Regions from separate parts of the Sus scrofa genome. Here region 1 is linked to region 2. A link is a contact called in public Hi-C data. All regions are on one chromosome and are shown on one strand. The core of a region is the stretch at or near the end of the contact, and the rest is flanking DNA. Distances in the headings are between cores, read along the strand shown. Region 1 holds the start of RIPK2 (receptor-interacting serine/threonine-protein kinase 2). Region 2 holds the start of OTUD6B (OTU domain-containing protein 6B).

The links. Hi-C and Micro-C count contacts between places; a contact is called where the count stands out from the background.
Region 1: a Hi-C map of liver shows a contact between it and region 2, with 8 times the contacts expected there. The contact joins the promoter of RIPK2 here to the promoter of OTUD6B in region 2. A contact is called at or near these places in 1 of 47 Hi-C or Micro-C datasets (liver) and 1 of 2 datasets of contacts at active chromatin or transcription factors (alveolar macrophages).

Annotation. Positions count from the first base shown.
Region 1 is chr4:47,071,491-47,077,683 of Sscrofa11.1, reverse strand. RIPK2 (receptor-interacting serine/threonine-protein kinase 2) reads left to right here and starts at 2,551. Exons shown (of 11, transcript XM_021089139.1): 1 at 2,551-3,339. The coding sequence starts at 3,167.
Region 2 is chr4:45,791,312-45,797,014 of Sscrofa11.1, reverse strand. OTUD6B (OTU domain-containing protein 6B) reads left to right here and starts at 3,745. Exons shown (of 8, transcript XM_003125574.4): 1 at 3,745-3,840; 2 at 3,842-3,935; 3 at 4,484-4,635. The coding sequence starts at 3,760. It overlaps LOC100516731 (a long non-coding RNA gene), which reads right to left and starts at 3,578. Exons shown (of 3, transcript XR_115866.4): 1 at 3,360-3,578; 2 at 1-3,246.

The sequences.
Region 1 (6,193 bases), core at 1,302-3,801, 1.3 Mb before region 2:
TTGCATCCAGTATTATGTTTTTGCATTTGATCAGTATTGTACACTGTTCAATATCATTGCTGTTTAGTACCCCATTGTGTTAATGTGTCACAAATTACCCATTCCATTGTTTATGGATATTTGGGTAATCTCCATTTAAAGCTATTATAAATAGCACTATGAATATTATAGTATATTATATATATAGTCTATGCATATGCATGTCCACATATGTAGGCAAGGAATTGCTGAGGATATATGTACCAGAAATTTTAATAGATTCCTCCATGCGGTTTGCAAAACTGCTTATACCAACGGACATTCCTGCAAAATGTATAAAAGTTCCAATTGCTACAAAATATCACCCACACTTGGTATACTGTCTTTTTAATTTTAGCTATTCTTGTATCTGTGTAGTGATACTGCACTGTTTTTTAACTTGTTCTCTGATGACCAATAATGTTACGCACCTCTTAACATTTATTTACTATTCGCTATTTAGATATCCTCATTTGTGAGGTATCTAGGTCTTCTGCTTAATTATCTACTGGATTAGAACCGTGTAAATACATTTATTTTCTAAAGTAAACTTAAAATATAATTAAAAATAAAAATTATAGAGCTCTATGCTGCATGTTCTATCCTTCTTAGAGATTTATAATATACTACTATTTCAGAGCTTTAAAAAGTCTTAAACTTTTCACTACCACAATAGTTTGGAGAAATGCTGTTTCCATTCCTCTATAATTTTTATTTTTCATAGAATTAATAATTACCTCATTTTTTCACTTGCTTATATTTTTAAAAATTCTGTCCAGTTTTATCACATATATCATTAGATCTATCAAACACCTATGAATGTAACTACCCAAATACTCAAAATTAGGTAATCTGTAATTCAATTATTTTAACTAGTTTCTCTTCTTGGAGCCTGCCCTCCTCCTGCTCCAGTGAAAATGGATTGCTCTCTAATTCTGCCACTTACCTTTCATCCTAATATTTCCCTTCATATTCTTCTGTTCTTGTGTTCTGAATCCTATGTCATTTTCTTTTTTTGTTTTACTCTCATATTTTGTGGGAGCACATCTTCTAGAAGCTTTCTTTAAAAAAAGGCAAATGGATGGAAAATAAATGTTTGCGTCTTTATATATAGGTGCAAATGTTTTTATTCTGTTCTTATACTTAATAGTTTGACTACAGAATTCCAGGCTGAAAGCTACTGTCCTTCAAAATTTGAAAAAAATCTCTGCAGTGCATTAGCATAAAATCATTATTATTGAGAAATCCAATGCCATTCTAATTCCCATTCATTTTTTTGTTTCTTCCCTCCGAAAACTTTTGGAATCTTTTCTTTCTTAGGGTTCTTATCTTTTTATTGATGTGTTTTAATATGTATCTTTATGCAAACTATTACATTTAGAATTAATAAGCAATGAGGTCCTACTGTACAACACAGGGAACTATATCCAATTTCTTGGGGTAGAGCATGATGGAAGACCATATGAGGAAAAAAAATGCACATATAAGTATGACTGGGTCACTATGTTGTACAGCAGAAATTGACATAATACTGTGTATCAACTATACTCTAACAAAAAATGTAAAAAATTTTAAAGATATAGGTCTTTTTTCATTCACTGTGAGGAGCTAATGGGCCCTTTCAATATGAAGACCTTTGTCCTTTGATACTGGAAAAATTTCTTAAATTGTTATTTTGATCATTTCCTCTTTATTTACATTTTACTCTCTTTGGAACTCTTTTTTAACTGGATGAAAGAATGAAAGGAAAAAGTTTTCTGAGCACTTTTTGAGCAAAAAGCTTATTAAGTAATAAACCACAGATTATCAGACCATATCTTTGAAGCTAGACATTTTATTTTGAATGATCAAATTTTAAAACACTCTCATTACAGTTTCCATTTATTGTAAAATGTAACATTGCCACTATCATTTCAGACAATACAAAAAAGGAAGCACCGATTCTCTTTAGGCAAAAATCTCTCATTGAAATCAGGCATTCCTTATTACTTTTGTCTTAGAATTCATTAAATGTCTGGCATGATCTTGGTATTGCATATATTTGCACGCACACTTTGCAAAATAGTCATTTCAGTAGAAAAGTGTTTAAGGTAAAAAGATGAACAGATGTTTGCAGTTTTTTCTGACTGACATTAAACACTGTTTTCTTCCCAGATCTATAAGACAAGCGTTTTCAGTCTTACCTGGAATCAGAGGGAAGGAGAGACTGAAGGTTATTTTTCAATCTCTGTCTATAATTGTGGACTTTGGGGGTGGGGGAAGGAGTAAGAGAAATAGGTCTCATAGTGAACTAAACAGCTGAACTTTTTGTCGGGGTTAAACTCCGACAATCCACCCCCTCAAGACTGAAGTAGCTGGAAGTAATGGAAGATTGGAGTTCAGATAGGCAGGTAAATTTACCCCTATCTGACTCACTGGGTTCAAGAGCTGAGTCCTGGTTAGTCACCACTGCATTCCCTCAAAGCACATTCTGCGCAGGCGCACAGTCCTAGTTGTCAGTCATCACACCCGCCCCGCCACCCCTCCGGGGTTTAGCGACTCCCGGAACACTCGGGGCCCAGAGGAAATTCCTCCGGGGTAAGGGGGGGGGGGGGGGGCTGCTGCCCGGTATGAGGCTGCAGAGAGGAACTGTGCCCAAAAGCAAACTTTCCAAACCTAGCAGGTGGGGGGAGAGAAGACAAAATTGAGCGCCTCTGGTTCCCTTCCCCATCCCAAGCCCGCCCGTACCCCGCCGAAGCGGCACGGGTTTTCTGGGCGCCACCAGGCAGAAATCCTGGCCTCATATCGAGGCCGGAGCCAGCTGGAAGGACCGCGGGCTGTACCGGGGCCCTCTTCGTCGCTTTAGCGTCAGTCGCTGACGTCGACTGAGAAGTCTAGGGAGGGAGGAGCCCCGAAGGGCGGGCTCTGGTGGCTGCGCCTGAGAGGAAGCTCCTCCTCCACCCGCCCAGCGACCCCAGTCTCTAGAGGAGTACTCGGGCTCGGGAAACGCTGCGGCTTGGTGTGGGCTGCTCGGGGAATGGATGACCTCGTGACCTAGCGTCCAACAGCGGGGAGGGCTGGCCGCCCCGAGCGCGCTGGGACGGAGCCGCGGGAACAGCGGGCACACCCGGAACCGGCTGGTGGCCGAGTGCCCGCGCCGCCCGCCACCATGAACGAGGAGGCCATCTGCAGCGCCCTGCCCACCATCCCGTACCGAAAGCTCGCTGACCTGTGCTACTTGAGCCGTGGCGCGTCCGGCACCGTGTCGTCCGCCCGCCACGCAGACTGGCGCATCCAGGTGGCCGTAAAGCACTTGCACATCCACACCCCACTGCTTGACAGGTAAGTCTCCCCAGCGGTTCCCCCGCGGAGTCCCGAAATGTATGTGCCCTGTCCCCTCTGGCTCCAACCCTGGGCTGGCGGGCTCTTCTGCCCAAACGACGGTGACCATGGAGTCGGCCCTACCATTCGTCACTGCTAGGCAGCCCTTCAAGGCTCAGGGCTAACCTGATAGGGAAAACTGGCTTCTCTGAAGATGCAGCAGCCATCGCACTTCTTTTCACAGCCTTCTCTCCTTGGCCTTACTTTCTCCAGGCACCAAAAATCTGCAGTCACAGCCCAACTCTAAACGTCCTCTTTACTGAAATTGGATTTTGTTTGCTTTGTTTTCACCCCTTCTTTTCTGTTTTTGTTGTTGTTTTTTGGGGTTTTTGGTTTTTTTGATTTTTTGTTTTTTTGTTTTTGTAGATGGGTTTCTACCCAATAGGTAGCTCTTAACCATAGGTGGCTTTTGAGCACTTGAAATGTGGCTTTCTGAACTGAAATGTGCTCTAAGTGTAAAATACACAGCAGATTTCTACCACTCACTATTGAAAAAATTATATATATCATTAATACTTTTATATTGATATGCTAAGATGATATTTTTGATACACTGGGATAAATATATTAAAGTTCATTTCAGGTGTTTCTTTTTACTTTTAAAGTGGCTGCTAGAAAATTTTTAATTGTGTGGCTCACATATTTTTATTGCACAGCATGGCTCTAGAGTCAGGGATGTTTCAGTTTTGGCTTTTTATTGTTGTTTTGGTTCGCTACATGTAGTCATGAAAGTTTAGATATCAAATTCAATTCAGTTTGGTTTCTACCCTTAGTCTCACAGAGAAGGAAGCCTGTCCCTAGAGGAAATACATATTGTTTTTTGCTAACAATAAACCAAAATCAGAAGATGGTTATATGACCAAAATTTTTGAATGTCTTTCAAATCCAGCAACAATATTAGTGCAGTTGTCCAGTTTTTAAGGGACAGCTAGCAATGGTTTCTGTTTCCAGAAAAGTCTTTGAACCATATGTATTAGTCAGTGATCTAGTCAGCAGTCTTGTGTATTTTCTTTCCAACAGGAATTTAACTAGGCCCTGTATTCAATTCTTAGTGAGTTAACATTCATGATTGCAACATTCTCCTCTCCTCCTCCCTGTGTCTAAAGTGAAAATACATCATGCTAGATGCCTGATTGGCCAGAGGCTGTAGGCATCCAATAGCAGATTAATTCCTCAGCTTCAGCACTGCTAATATTTAACTTTCATCTGCCTGGGGCTTTTCTTTGCTCTCTTGTTGTCAGGCTTGGATGGACTAGATCTTACAGTAAGTTTGAGACATCTTTAGATATTTTTCACACTTTTTGTGTACCATAATCCAGACCTACTGATATACAGGGTGTGTTTATCCTGGGCCTTGAATTCTGTGGAGCAGGTCCTGGGCAATGTTGTGTATGTGAATGTAGTCAGCTCTGAAGAGTGGTGATTGATTAAAGAAGGCGGACATATTTTAGAATCAACTGTTTTAAAATGTAGAAGTCTAGTACTTATGTACTCATTAGGTATTTTAAAGCAAATTGATCCATTTTGGATCTGCTTCTCAAGATTTTAATTTAAGTTTTGTGCCATTTGGGGCCAAGAAATGAAGATGGAGTTTCCTTTCCATGCTCATTAACAATTTTTATAATCTAAAATTCTTTACTAAATTTGGAAGGAGACTAACTCTGTTGTCAAAGAAACCATAAAAACCAGTGATACGCTTTGGCATTACTGCATCACATTTTTTTCTCCCACTTATTACCTAGAATGTTAACATTAGCAGTATTTTGGTAGTCTGAGCATAGGGCTAGGCTGTGCTGTTGACTCACAGGTGTCTATTTCCTCACTTGTAAAGCCAGGCATACAAATACATGTACTTCTTGGGCTCTGGTGTGGATAATGTTTGCTTTGTTCTTTGGAATCATGAAAGAAAAATAAATTTATGTGCTGTCACATGTTCATTCTTATTTTAGTGATTGGTGAGTTCTCTATAACCTGACTTCTGCCCAATGAGTGGTCCTTCAATAGTCTTCCAACTCCTTATGAGTAGATGAGTCTGATTGGTTTTATGAACACCCTGTGTAGACAACATAGCTGTTTTGTGACTGAATTTTTTTTTTTTTTTGGTCTTTTTGTCTTTTTGTCTTTTCTATGGCTACACCCACGGCTTATGGAGGTTCCCAGGCTAGAGGTCTAATCGGAGCTGTAGCCACTGACCTACGCCACAGCCACAGCAACGTGGGGTCCGAGCCACGTCTGTGACCTACACCACAGCTCACGGCAACGCCGGATCCTTAACCCACTGAGCAAGGCCAGGGATTGAACCCACAACCTTATGATTTCTAGTCAGATTCTTTAACCACTGGGCCAAGATAGGAACTCCCTAAAATTTTGATTTGTGTGGTTTTGGTGATGTGTCTGTAGAAGTTGTATTTTACATTTTTATTTTTAAAATATAAAAACCTATTTTTAACCTGTTTTGGCTTTTTCTGTTTTCCTAATCACTCATTCTTCCCAAAATCTGACTTCAAGAACTTTTCTTCTCTGATCAAGCAGTGAATGGAAAGAACAAAGGCTTTAGAATCCCACAATTAACAATTCACATCTGACTCCAACCCTGCCACTTATGGTTGGTATGATGGTTAGAAAATTACTAATTTTTCTGAGCCAGAGCACCTTCATATATAAAGTGGAGATAAACAAAAGAAACCAACTTTAAAGGGTTGGTCTTAGGATGATGGTGACTATAAAGTGGCTGACACTTAATATGATCATGGGAGAAGGAAGAATGCCTCATACTCTTAAAAGGAGGAGGCATTATTACGTTAAGTATCACTAA
Region 2 (5,703 bases), core at 2,496-4,995:
TCCCATGCTGCTATTAATCTGAGATACCGTATTTCTAACAAGCATCCAGGCAATGCTGATGCTACTTTTCTGAAGACTATACTTTTCAATAAAATGACATAGAACAAGAGGTATTCTATGGAGATCTGAGAGAGGGAGAATAAAAACAGTGACATGTGTGGTGCTGGTGATAGAAGAGAATTTGGCTTCTGAGAGTCAACTGTTAGCTCCTTAGAATCTATCATGATAAAACTCAGTTGGGAAAAATCTGTCACTAAGAAGTTAACTATGGCACTGAGAATATTATATTGAAGTAAATCCACTACTTAGAGTCGGAGGTAGCAAAATTTAAAAGGTCCAGTTACTAGGTCTTTCCTAGGTGTATATTCCATTTTTCATCTAGTGTTCCCATGCTTAGTTTCTTACCTTTTGTACACCCATTTCATAATCCATATATTTCAGAAAGTCCTAATTGTTGCAGTTCTTAAATTATCAGCATTTGTTATAATTTCCTTTTTGTGTGTGTATCTTTTTTAGGGCTGCGCCTGTGGCATATGGAGGTTCCCAGGTGAGGAGTCTAATCAGAGCTGTAGCCGCCAGCCTACACCACAGCCACAGCAATGTGGGATCTGAGCTAAATCTGCAACCGAACCACAGCTCATGGCAATGCCTGGTCCCACTGAATGAGGCCACTCACCCACTGAGTGAGGTCAGGGATTGAACCCACAACCTCATGGTTACCAGTCAGGTTTGTTAACCACTGAGCCATGATGGGAACTCCAATAATTTCCTTTCTGACCCAAAAGTTACCTAAGAGCATTTGAAAAAGTGTGTGACTTCAGCATTTAGACTTAGTTTGTAGGCTTTTTTGCAATGTGATCATTTGTGCTTTCTAGAAATTTAAGTTTTCCCCATACCCTAGTATTAAATAATTTAGAAATGTTTCTGTACAATATGAAAAGAATGCAAATACACACACACCTCAACTATTTAACAACTCCTTAACCATCTCAACTTTTCATTTTTTGTCTTTTGTCTTTTTAGGGCCACAGAGCTGCATATAGAGATTCCCAGGCGAGGGGTGGAAACGGAGGGATAGCCGCTGGCCTATGCCACAGCCACAGCAAAACCAGATCTGAGCCATGTCTGCGACCTACACCACAGCTCACACCACACACAGCTCACGGCAATGCTGAGCAAGGCCAGGGATCGAATCTGCGTCCTCATGGATGCTAGTCAGATTCATTTCTGCTGAGCCGTGATGAGAACTCCATCATTTACTTGATTAATAAGTATGAACTCAGAGTCCAATAACGTGTACATCATTAAAACACTCACATCAAAGTACTGAACATTTGTTTTACATATGAATGCCATTTATTTACCACATAAAGCTTCTTAAATATCACAAGAACTTATATTTTATAAGCTTGAGTTCTAATAAAAATATTGCTCCCTACATCCATTTCTATGACTTATAGTTTCCATTGTCTTTAAACTCTTTTATCCTTTGTTTTATACTAATGTATCCAGGGTTAGAGATTGATTTTTGATCCAATTTTAATCTTTTTGGTAGGAATATTTAACCAGTTTATGAGTGAAATAACTTAGCTATATTCCTGTGTCAATCTAATTTCAATGCTTTAATGCTGTTTTTCACCACCTCCTCTCCAATCCAAAAAACTGGAATGTTTTCTATTTTTATTTGTTATCTCATTTTCAAATTTACTAGAATGAGCTACTACATGAAGCAATAGGTACTGATTTTCTGTAGGCAAGATGTATATAAAACAAGGTTTTAAACTACTACCGCCCCCCAACCAGTGATATGGGAATTTTTTTTACACTACCAATATTACATTACAGACAAATTTGCTATTCCCCCCACCCTCGGTATTTAAAAATAGGGAATAGCAAATTTGATTGACAGGTTTTCCTATTTTGTCAGATTAACATTTGATATACCGTTATTCTACAGGTTCTGTCCACAGTGACAAAGTCCTGTTATCTACTTGTTTAGCTTAGGAACATGGATATCTTTATCTATATTATAATGCTAAAAATAAAACTATTCATTAAATGTTTGGCATGCCTTTTCACAATTTAAAAGGACCTAAACTGAAATTTTAGACAGGATTTACAAATTTATTTTTGCATTTCGTTTTGTAACTCTATGTAACAATTTGACTTTAATGCTGTTTAACTAGTTTAATATTTACCGGTAACTTTCTCATACAATTGCTTCCTCGAGGCATTTTAATTCATGTTGTTAGCTAAATATCATTTAGCAACTTTGTCAAGGATTGTACTTGAAAGATGCAATTTCTTATTTTTTAGGCCTGCACCCAGGGAATATGGATAGGAGCTGCAGCCTGCACCCCAGCTCAGGGCAACACTGGCTACTTAATCCACTGAGTGGGGCCAGGGATCAAACAGCATTCTTGGGGATACGCCTTACTTGATGGGTTCTTGCCTTACTTGATGAGCCACAAGGGGAACTTCAAAAGATACATTTTCTTTACCCCTTCATGTCTTCCAGCTGCCTTGGTACAGAAATGATAACTTGGCAGAGTATATAATACTTGTTTCAAAATTATTTTTCCTTAAAACTCTGAAGACATTGTTCCATTGTTTTCTGGCACTTAAGACTTGCAAGTGAAAAATGTGAAGTCAGCCTGACTTTCACCCATGTAAAGAAACTTGCTTTCTCTGGATACTTGTAGAAGTTTTTCTTTATCCCTTCAAATTAAAAATATCACCAGGATATGTCAGGGTGTTGCTTTCATTAAATTTTAATGATACCCTGTTAATTTTTCCATTTGCAGATCTGGTTCCTTCTTCAACTCTGTAGATTTTTCTACGATTAGTTCCTTAATTATAGTTTCAGCTTCATTTGATTTGTCCTGTTTCAGGTATTCCTATTATGCCAAGATTGTACCTCCTGGACAGGCCCTCTAGGTGTCTCTTCGCTTTACTTGATTTCTTTTCTTTTTTTCTGCATGCTGTAAAAATTTCTCGTTTGGCTTAACTTAAGTAAATCGATCTCCTGCCCCATCAGGCTTGCACATTTCCGTTATCTCAATTCCCTGATACTTTTCAAACGCTCTGACAATAGCTTCTTTATCACTGAGATTAGGTCTTTAAACTCCTGTGTTCTATGATACTTAGTCCTTATTATCTCTTCTGTTTCCATCGCTACAGGCGTTTCAAGAGGCGGCATTTTCTCAATTACTTAGCTGTTTTTCTTCGGAACTGCGGTATTATAACCTTGAAAATAATAAACAGAACTTAATTCCCTACTGTTTGATTTACGCAGCACAAAGATCCTCATTCATACTTATTAAAAGTTTCACTGAAATTTTTTTATTTTTCCTTCTTACCTTTTGAAAAGAACTTCCTAGTAATGGAACCAAAAACGAAGATTAAAGGACACGGTCCGAGGTACCCAACAAAACAAAAAGAACATCCAAAATGGTTTCTACAACGTCATCTTTGCGCGCTTCACGGCCTGGTCAGCAGACGCAACAGTAGCTTTACTGCCAAAAGCGCTCTAGCGACGGGGTCAACTGCAGGCTGCAAACTTCAGTCGGTTAAGCCACACCCCCACAAACCGTTGCGCTCCACCCCCGCCGCCCCGCCCCGCCCCGCCCCGCCCCGTCCCATCAGAGCGCGTCACGCGGGGGTGCGCATGCTTAGTACGCCATTCTTCCTCCTCGCTCCTAAGGCTCGGCTCAGATCCGGTACCGCCTTGAAGGCGGGGCTGGGTCCCAGCTGCGGCCAATGGCGCCGAAGGTGAGGGTTGAAGGGTGGAAGGTGCTCTGTAGCTGGTCGTGCTGGTTTCTTCCCGCGCGTGTGCTGGGCTTACCTGGTCGTCATGGAGGCAGTCTTGACCGAGGAGCTTGATGAGGAGGAGCAGCTGGTGAGAAGGCATCGCAAAGAGAAGAAGGAGTTGCAAGGTGACGGGGAATGGGAACCTAGAAGACGCCAGGGCCCAGGGAAGGGCGCGTGGCGGGCCAGTTCCGGAGCTGGATCTTCCGAGGCTTCTCCAGAGTAACCAGTAACTTCTTCCCTCCCGCCTCCCCTGGGTCCCATAATCCCCCAGATCTTCGGAAGCTGCTTCTTAAGTCCGCTACCGTCCTGGTGCGGGTGCCTGGAAACACCTGGAAACTACGAACTTGGACACAGGGCCCTCTCCCAGCTCCATTTCCTATTCCTTCCCTAGTTCCTCAGAAGGGATGCTTGAAAGATTTAAAAACTTGAGTCTTTTTTTTTTTCTTTTTACTCCTACCACACCAAACTGACGGTTGTGTTACTAGATTTTATTTGGGGTTGGGGGGGCAGTCCATATTTTTCTGGGCTCTTCTCTGTAACTATTATGTAATTACTCTTCTTGCTATTATAATTACTTCTAAACCCTCCTCTCTTACCATCCTCTTATTGTTACTATTTCTTGTTTCTTCTGAATCCCTGGGTTTTTGATCTAATGATTTTCGTGGCTTTCCAGCCAAAATTCAGAGTATGAAGAATGTTGTTCCCAAGAATGACAAAAAGAGGAGGAAGCAACTCACTGAAGATGTTGCTAAGTTAGAAGCAGAAATGGAACAGAAACATAGAAAGGAACTGGAGCAATTGAAGCTGACTTCTAAGGAGAGTAAAGTATGTGAAGTAATGTTCCTTTTTTGTCTACAGCATTTGATAGCAATTGTGCACTTCTCTTAAACCGTTTACTTATATATAAATCACAAAATTGGAGGGAAAGAAATCTCTCGCATCACCTTTCTGATATTTTTCTGACCAGATTTACATGAGTGTGTTTTTTAAGGGAGGACAGCAAAGAAAGTCCACTTCTTTAACTGTTCACTTGCCCCAAAGATGAACAGATTGATAAGATGGACTAGAGGAAGCTTCACCAAATGGAGGTTGGAAGACCAGTCTTCTAGACTTGACATTAAATAGGATTGTAACCTGGGCAATTGGTTATTGGATTGTAAGCTGCTTAACTTTCTTGAGCATAAATTTCTTCACATTCATATGATATAAATATTACTGATTTTTTTTTTTAAGCAACCTCTCCTTTTAAGGAGGAGAGGTTGCAGATGTGGCTTGGATCAGGTGTTAACTGTGGCTGTGGTGTAGGCCAGCAGCTGCAGCTCCAGTTCTACCTCTAGCCTGGGAACTTCCATATGCTCCAAGAGAAGTAGTAAAAAAAAAAAGTTCTTTATTAACAATTTGTAATGAATGGAAATGTATTGACGTTTCTTGGTTAAATTGGAGTCTGTTAACTATCATCATTTTAGCTAATATTTATTTCATCACCGTAGCCATGCACAATGTATTGTCTGCAATACACTTTAACGTGTTACATGTGTTATCTCATATAATTCCCACAGTAACACACTATGAAGTATTACCTTTGAAGTAAGTGTAGATAACCCCCTTTTTCAAATGGGAGACAGACTCAGATTAAAACCTTTGTTCTGATTTTATAACAGCTATTAAGTACCAAAGCCAGAGTTCAAAATCAGAACAGTCTTACTCCAGAAAGTGAATACTGAATTGTTACCATCTTATCTGGTTTATTGCATGGGTTTTAGATATCAAAGATCCTAGACCTCATAACCTCACTCCTGTTTTTGATAGAAAGTTCCTATGTACATGCAACATTTTATCTACCATAAATAAATTTTATTTTATTTCATTCCATTCATTTTTGATCTGCTCCTA